2 separate regions of the Manis pentadactyla genome follow, and region 1 is linked to region 2. A link is a contact called in public Hi-C data. All regions are on one chromosome and are shown on one strand. Each heading gives the region's core, a stretch centred on a gene start, on an enhancer-like site or on the middle of the called end of the contact. The rest is flanking DNA. Distances are from core to core; before and after follow the strand shown.

Region 1 (4,344 bases), core at 32-2,531, 140 kb after region 2:
CCAAGTCCCCGCCCCCCTCAGCTGTCACCCTGTCAAAACAAAGCCGCTGCTGACAGCGCAGGGCCGCCTGCCCTCGGCCTCGGGCAGTCCTCCCATCCGGGAGCGCGGCGCCCACATCTGGACCTGCAGCTGAGAGGCCACGGGGCGCCGACGGCGGGTACGGAGAAGGGGCGGCAAGAAACGCGCGTCCGCAAACTGAGCAGTAGCGCCCGCCGCGCTGTCACCTTGCCAAATCCTGTTTACGCCCCGAGCAGCTGGGACACGTTTTAACTAAACAAGTAATAATACAATAATGACGGGGCTGTCGCCGCGCGGCGCGGCGCCTCCGCCCCCAGCCGGGGGCGCCCCGAGCACCAGGATCCTCGCGTCGGGCTGCGCTCACCTCCCCACCCAGCGCGGTCCGCCCCTTACATCTCCCAGGGCGCCGGGCGTCCGGGAGCCCGTTCCACCCTCACTCCTTTCAGCCAGTGCCTCCCACTGGGGCACGGGGAGCGGACGGCGGCAAAAGGAGGGCCGTCCAGATCCCCCAAAGGTGTTTCCTTGGCTCCGGGTTGCTCGCCACACAGCCCGCAAGGCCCCCTCCGGAAAGGCGCCTCCGGCGAGCTCCTACTGAGCAACAGAGCCCCAGGGCAGCCCATGAGCGCGGACGCAGCGGCACCTCCTCCAAGGGGGAGGAATGAAAGGCTCTCGGCGGGTCGATTCCCCTTCTTGCAGCTCAACCGGACTCTTGCCCGAGCAGCCGCTCCCTGGGCGCAGGCGACAGCAGCACTTCCGCGGTGCAGCGGCCTCAGGCGGGAGCGGGGAGGCGGGCGCGGAGCGGGAGGGGGGGGCGGGGGTCCGCGGGCCCGACCCGAGCCCCCACGGCGGGCGCGCGGTGGCGAGCGCGTACCTTGCAGGCGGAGTACACTCCGAGTTTCTCCAGTTTCTTGGCCCGCGGAGCGGAGCGCAGCTGCGCCTTCTTCACCGCGATCCGGGCCGAGCCGCCGCCTCCCGGCCCCTCGGCCGTGCCCGCCGCCGCCACTGCCGTCGCCGGTCCGCAGGCGCCCGAGCCCCCGGCGGCGGCGCAAGGCGAGCCCTGTGGGGGCGCGGGCGGCGGCGCAGGGGGCTGCGGGGGCAGCGCCCCGAGCCCGGCCCCGACCCCGCCGCCGCCCGGCCCGGCCCCGCCAGCCTCGGACATGCCGCCCCAGAGCACGGCAGGAGGCGCCGAGTGTGGGGCGCCACCGCCAGGGTCTCCCGCTCGGGCTTTGGCCGCCGGGAGAGCGAGACCCTCCCCCACGCCCTCCCGCCCTTCGCCCATCCCCCTCCCCGCCCCCGCCCTCGCCCTCGCCCTCCCCGCGCGCGCCGCTCGCCCGGCTCGCTCCGGCCGCGGCCCGCGCGCTGGCGGCGGCGGCGGCAGCTGCTCCCCCGGAGGGAGGGGACTAGCGGCTCCGCGGCCGCCACCGCCGCCGCCGCCGCTGCGCACGCCCTCCCCCGGCTCTCCGCCCCGGGGCTCCGCGCCGAGCGCCGGCCACGGGCATGGTCCTGGAGCTGCGGGCTGAGGGCCGGCCAAGCGGCAGCCTCCGGGGGTGTCGGGCAGGAGGCCCCCGCGGCCTCTTAACCGCTGCCTGCGGCGTTGCGCCCCACCCCCGCGCCGCAGCCGCCGGCGCTAGCCCGCCAGGGGGCGAGGCCAGGCTCGGGGCGCGGGAGGGGACCGGGTGGGGGTCGCGGCTGGAGCCCAGGCACCTGCTGGCCGCCTCCATCCCGGCCACCCCCCAGCAGCCCCGGCTCCCCCGGCCGGGGGTGGGGGCGGGAAGCGGCTCCAGGCGTTTGTTCTTGCGCTTTATCCACCCTCTCTCGGAACCGAGACAACTTCCTCCACCCTAGCGGGAGTCGGAGGAAAAAAAAGCATTTTTGAAAAGTACCCGTCCGTGCTAATGCTTTTCTTTGTTGCTAATTCACCAAAATAAAGGCTTAATGTTTTCTGTTTTTCTTCTTAAAACACTTTTCTGTCCAACTTTTTTTTTTTTAATTCAGAACGCTTTCTTCCTATAACAATTTCTGGATCCAATCTGCCAGAGGAAGGAAAATACTGTTAGTATGTTCTGTAATTTTTGTTTGAAAGTGCTGGTTGTTAAAAGACCGGTTGTCGGAAGGCGCTATCCAAATGAAAAGGATGCGCAGTGAGAAAAGTTTGAATACAGAAAGTCTGTTCATGGGCTCCCTTCTGCACGGCGGGGAGATAACCTTGCTGTTTTCTTCTCTGCAATATTCCCTACTTTTCAAAATTGGTATCACCAGCATGGATATTAACAGAGAAAAAAATTTAAGCAGCATCCAAAAAGAATGCGTGTTGCTTTGGGCCTCAAACTTAAAAAAAAAAAAAACTCAGCATTTTCAACTACTGTTGAAACTGTTAGAACTCTCGTTTTCACTGTTGACGCTAACGAGGGTAGTGATTGGAAAGGCGGAGTGCACATTTGTTTTTCGTTTGAAAGTTGTGTCCCCTTGGCCTTTCTAAAGCAATTTTAAAAGCCCAGCGATATTTCTCAGGACCTCCCCACACATGCCCTGCTTTTGTAATGTGAATCATCATTTCTGTGTAATATGGGTCATAATGTGCTTATTATGAAATTCGTCGCATGCCGTGTAACTCTCACCCAACTCTGGCCAAAGATGCCTTAAGGAATGTGCCTTTCCCTGGAAACGTTCCCCTTACCATCGCGTTTTTCCAGTGAATTTTTTCTATCCTCTTTTCTAGATTCTCTTTGTCCTTTTGACTTTTAATACGATGTGAGTGATATGTTAAAATGGAGAATAAAAAATGTGTGTAGAGATAAACAGTGACGTTAGCACAAAAGGAAATAGCCTTGAGTTTACTCCGGACGTCTGGAATGGCAGGCCCTCATCAGATTCTATCAGGACGGTTAGATGCATGCGTCCTTTCTTAGCTTGGTGTATCTCACGTTAGCACTGTTACTCTCCTGACTCTACTGAAGTGTTTTGCAGATTTTTTTTGCCTTTCTCACCAAAGCAGAGTGGAGTCTTACCGGCTGTGATCCCCTGAACAGAGTCTAGTGTCATGATGTTAGCAGCTCTGCATAGGGTTTGGGTTATACTAGTAGGCATTTGTGAAAGCGATGGAAGGGTCCACTTGAGATTGTGCATTTCACTCAAATATTTGGATGTAAATTTCCCTCAAATATTAAAAAAAAAGTATAAGCATTAAGCTCTACTTAATGGTGCTAATGCTGAAAATTTATGGGTGCAATGTCCTGATACCTGCAGTGTGCTTTGAGATGCATCAAAAAATAAGAGGGACTGATGCATCTGTGAATAGGCAATAGGCCAGTAAACAGATATACGTTAAAGCATGAAGAGCAAATTGTGAATAATGGAATCTAGGTAGTGGGTAGCAGAATGTTCACTGTGCGGTTCTTCCAGCTTCTCTGTATGTTTGAAATTTTCCATAACAAATGCTGAGGGGGGAGCCCAACTTGAATATTAAGTCACCTGCCACCTTCTTCTCCCAAGCCATCCCCAGAATTCAGGAGGCAGGCAATTTCCAGGTTGTTTTGAAGCAGACAAAAACAACCTCATTCCAATCCACCCTGAAAACCATCACTGTCTGAATGGTGAATGGCTTGTGACATCAACTGAACATTAGTTTTCATTATTTCCCAGCCCACAGCACCCAGATGACCTACTGCCTGAGGCTGAAGGCCGACAGTTTCAAGGCCTGTTCTAAGTTATGTTATGAGCACCAAGCAGGGACATTTCAAGGGCAAAGGATTCAGGAAGCTTGTTGTCTCTTTTTAGTCAGGCTGTTGTGAGCATTTAATAAGCTCCTGTGTGCGCGGCCCTATTGCAAAATGAGTACCAAGAAAATAAAAGGCCTTGTTTTAGTTTACAAAGTATTTACAACTGTTAAAGGATTTTAATAAAAAATGGAACCAGAGGATATGAGCTGGAGACTCTCACACCAGAAGTATGGAACTGAAGAACTGGGAGGCTGACTTCCCATAAAATGCCTGATAAACAGAAGACTGAGACTTATCTCTTGAAAAATGAACATCTGCCAAGAATCTATCCCCATCCTCGAACCAATAAACTTACTGCGTGGGCTCTGGCTGGACTTGCCCCTCTTTGCATAGCTTGCTCATAAATACAGGCCACCACAGACCTACAGTGGGCTCACCTGCAGCTGTGGTAACAGCTTGCTTTTCCCCAGGTGCAGTTCTCCGGCTGTTCCTGAATAAACTCAGTTTCTGATATTTTGAGTTTACTCCGGTTTACCTCTTTATTTGGGGCTGATACAACTTACTGAGGAAGCCACAATTAGAAAACAGAGGACTTGGGGAGTAGGAA
Region 2 (4,066 bases), core at 929-3,428:
TTTTACCAAAAATAATCGAGTAACACTAATTTGTTTGTAAAATTGTTCTCATTAAATTTGGTCTGGTTATTTACATAAGCGCAGCAAGAATAATGATTTCGTGCATATTTTTAAATGTGGTTTTTCAGTTAAAGTTTTGCTGATATCCAAGGGGCTTTACTGGCTCCATAAAGTCAGCTTTAGTTTCTTAAAATAGTCTGGTAAAAAAAGAATCTTGGATTTTTTAAAGTCTAGACTAAGAAGCATGAAAGGTCAGTGAGATTCAAAATGAGTACATGATCTCAAAGATAAAATTGTTATGAATTTCAAGATGTCAGCATAGCATTAAACCAAGTGTGAAGCCCTTCTGAGCATGGGGCTCTGAGTACATAGTGTGTCACAGAAGCCATTAGTGAGCATCCTGAACATTATGGAAATGGAGCAACAAGAGACATGAATGGACACACTTATTGCATGTATCTCATCTGATTATATGCATGCTCCATTCTCATCAGATTTCACTTACAAATCAAAAGTTCAAAGACAAATTATTGAACATACCAAGATGGCAAAAACAGAGCATTAAACCATGTGCAGAGCCTTTCAGAGTACAGGTCACATATCCATGAAGCTAGCACTGCTCTCCCTTTCCACTTCACACCCTCTGGCCTCAAGCAATAATAGTAAAAAACCTGTTCCTTTCTTCTAGATGCTTCTGCACATATGAGTCACACTACCCAGTGGTAGTAAACTGAGGGCTAATGGAGGTGATCTGGTGGATAAACCTGGAAAACAAGTTGTTATTGGCTGGAGAAGGATATTTTAATCTCTTGCACCTCAGGGAGGCCTGAGGTGAGGGCTGGACTAGGGTGAGAATGTAAATGTTCGTTATCCTTAAAAAAAGGCTTCACAATGAATTGAATGCCTAAATTCGAAGCAATTGTTTAGGTTTCTTTTATTCATTATTTTATCATTCCAGAGAATATTTGCTGATTTAATTCAAATTGCTAAACAGATGCTTACGTTTTAACTATGAACAGTTAGATATAGCGTCTACCTTTATGCAACTTGAATAATCTGGCAATGAATGACAACAAGTCAGTGCCACCAGGACTATCAAGGGGAAAGTGCATGGCATCCAGGAAATACAAAGCAGCCTACTGAGGGGGCTTTGAGGACAGATAAGGCTTTTTGGAAGTATTCACTTCTTAAGAGCTGCATCATGAAGAGTAAGTGGGCTCAGGGGAAGGAGAGACTGATCTTGACAAACAGAACGGCATGGGCAAAAGCAGCAAGAGGACATACAAGGAAATTAAAGAACATTCCTTAGGGATAGAAACAGGAGCCATGTGTTCTTTAAGGAACAAAAATACCTTAGAGAATGCGAACTTCATCTTCAGCGCAGAAGCAGCCATTGAAGAGTTTCATATTCAATCCTATTTGCTTTTATCACTCTATGAAGAACCTAAGTGGAGAGGCTGCCATCAGAATAGGTACTGGTGGGGTTTATAGAAAGGATTAAGTTGATGGCTGGATTAGAGGGTGGCACACAGTGGTGTTTGGACGTGAGAAACACTTAGAAAGGAGAATTTGATGGGACTGGATGGCCTGACTGCACACGGAAACGGTAAGGGAGAATAAAGGATCAGTAAGGATTCCACAGAGTTCTGGAGGGGTATCTGGGTGGACGCTGAGGCCATTTCCTGCTGCTAAAGCCAGGTAACTGAGCAAAAGGAAGGAAAACATTTCAGGTACCTGTAACTTCCCTGATAATATCCCGTTAATCCAAAACTTGCTCCCTATCTTAGTATCCCGGAAAGCTGCCTTCGTGCAGCAGAAAGGTCGGTCTGGGCGGGCAACGAACCACGGAGATTCTCCTCACCAGAGGGAGCCCGTGAGCACACCCTAGAAAATGGGAAGCCACAAGACTGAAAAAGCCGGAAGCTTTTGAAGACCCAAAAATACGCCCCGCCACAGGTCTAGGAGTCGACCGCTAAACGCCAACGACTCCGAACAGAAGGCCGACGGGTCAGCGCGACCGGATGACTGGCTCCGCCCCCGGGGAGGCGGGAGACGGACGGTTGATGCCCGGATGTGTATTTGTTGGGCGAGCGCGTCACAGGAGGCCGCCCGGCGGGGCGGGACTCGGCTAGCGTCGCGGCCGCCCTGACGTGCCACGTGACTGCCCCTCACCCAGCCAATGGGCAAGCGCGGCGGAGAATTTCGAATGTGGCTGCTGTTGTTGGCGGACGAGCAGAGACCGTGCCCCAGGCTTGGGGGACTCCGCGGAACCCTCGCGGAGCCTTGGGATGTAAGAAGCAGGGCGACCGCTGCGGCAGAGGTGGGGCCCAAGGTACCGTGCGCACGTGCCGTGGGCGGCGGGTCTCCGGGCCCGGCCGCCATCCGCCCGGCTCTCTGCGGGGCCCTGCGGATGCGGAACAGGGGCGCCGTGACCCCTGCCGCTCTCCCCTCGGGGGTGTCTGCCGTCGCGACTTCCGCGGCCGGAAGCTCAGGGCTTGGGATCGGACTGAGCGCGCGCCTTCCTCTGCGCAGCCCCCCGGCTTAGCACTCTCCGATGCCCCAGCTTCCTCCCCCGCTACGTAAGTGGGGCCCCGAACCTCCTACCTTACGCAACTGTGTGGATTAAATGATGTGAAAATAAACCGTTTACAGTAGTGAAAATCCTGGATCGACGTCAGGCCGCGCTAACTGGCAGCTGCTGTTGTGCAGCGCGATGCGGTCGAGGGCCTTCCCTTTAAGGTGCCCAGCGTCCCCGAGCGGAGGGCCTGCGCCCTGCGGGGATGACGAGATCAAAGGGCCCGCTCCTCTCGCACCCAGCCCCTCACCCAGTAACACGCAGACTGAGGCAACCCCCGTCCTAGGGCTGTGAACTGTTTCCATTTGTCTCCCCGCCACACCCCCTTTCACATCGTCCGCCCAGACAGGGAATAAAACTTCTGATTATACGGCAAATTTCTTTTGCCGCTTTAAGTTGATGACATGTAATAATGAAAGCTTTTTAGATGAGGCTTTGGCTTTTAAAATACCTTAACTAAACTACCTTGAAGAGTTACTTAATGGCTGTTAAAACGTCCGCGGTTGAAACTTGAAAAACTCCATGGTAGTATGTTGTTTTACACCATTAGTGCTTTTAAAAAAATAGTTGTGCTTGCTGTACTGGAAATATCCTGTATATATTGTATCTACATTATCTGTGTTTAAGACACCAGACACTGCATAGAGGAAAATAACTGAGGCCTGGGGAAAATATTCGAGAAAATGTAAGTTTCAGGAAGATATTTGACTATTAAAGATGAAGGTGACCTTGGTAGTGAGAATTGTGTATGTAGATTGTTGTAAGAAATACGAATTTCTCTTCAATTTTAAGGTCTACATAGTGCAATCTGGGGTAAAAGATGTTCCTGAAAAGTAGTTCGACATGCTTAGTGGCAGAATACTGAAGTGTGTCTGATCTGCAGTATTGAAAGATTTAAGTATATTTATGTATTAACATACTCAATAGCATACTCACTGTCAATGCATGTTTTGCTACTTTTAACTGTATGTGAAACAATCATTATTTAACATCTGGCTTGCCATATTCATGATTTACTTGGAGTTAGCAGATCTGAGTTTTAGAAATAACCTGAGAAAACTGGCATGTTCCACTAACCCAGCTTCCGCTCTTTGTAGCTTTCTAATTGTTATAATAGCATATTCAAATTGCATGTAGACCTACAAAGTTTAAACCTCTGAAGATCCCATTGACTTTCTTGAGAGATGTGCATTTTCTAGTAATATTGAGTTAAAAGAGTGTGGAAGAGACAAGTAATGGAGTGGCCTAATCTAATAAATTAATAATATTAATTTTTAGAGAAAAAAATGGTAAGTAAATCCCAGATATATGATTGCCTGTGAACTACTGTAAGCCTAATAAACACTAAACGTTGGTCATAAGCATGTAGGAAACAAACAATAATAACATCAACATATAATATTTCCCATAGTGTCCAGGATTCAGTAAGCCCCCAATGAGTATTTGTTAAATAATAAATAAGTGCCATATTACAGAGTTTGGAGGTTTACT

Evidence for each region. A called contact is a pair of places that touch in the nucleus more often than the background predicts.
Region 1: a Hi-C map of skin fibroblasts shows a contact between it and region 2, with 4 times the contacts expected there. The contact joins the promoter of KAT2B here to the promoter of SGO1 in region 2. A contact is called at or near these places in 2 of 3 Hi-C or Micro-C datasets (fibroblasts and skin fibroblasts).

Annotation. Positions count from the first base shown.
Region 1 is chr14:47,937,006-47,941,349 of mManPen7.hap1, forward strand. It overlaps KAT2B (lysine acetyltransferase 2B), which reads right to left and starts at 1,282. Exons shown (of 18, transcript XM_036898227.2): 1 at 890-1,282. The coding sequence starts at 1,177.
Region 2 is chr14:47,793,146-47,797,211 of mManPen7.hap1, forward strand. It overlaps SGO1 (shugoshin 1), which reads left to right and starts at 2,179. Exons shown (of 8, transcript XM_036898296.2): 1 at 2,179-2,320. It overlaps LOC118918946 (guanine nucleotide-binding protein G(s) subunit alpha-like), which reads right to left and starts at 1,939. Exons shown (of 4, transcript XM_057491854.1): 1 at 1,862-1,939; 2 at 1,353-1,444.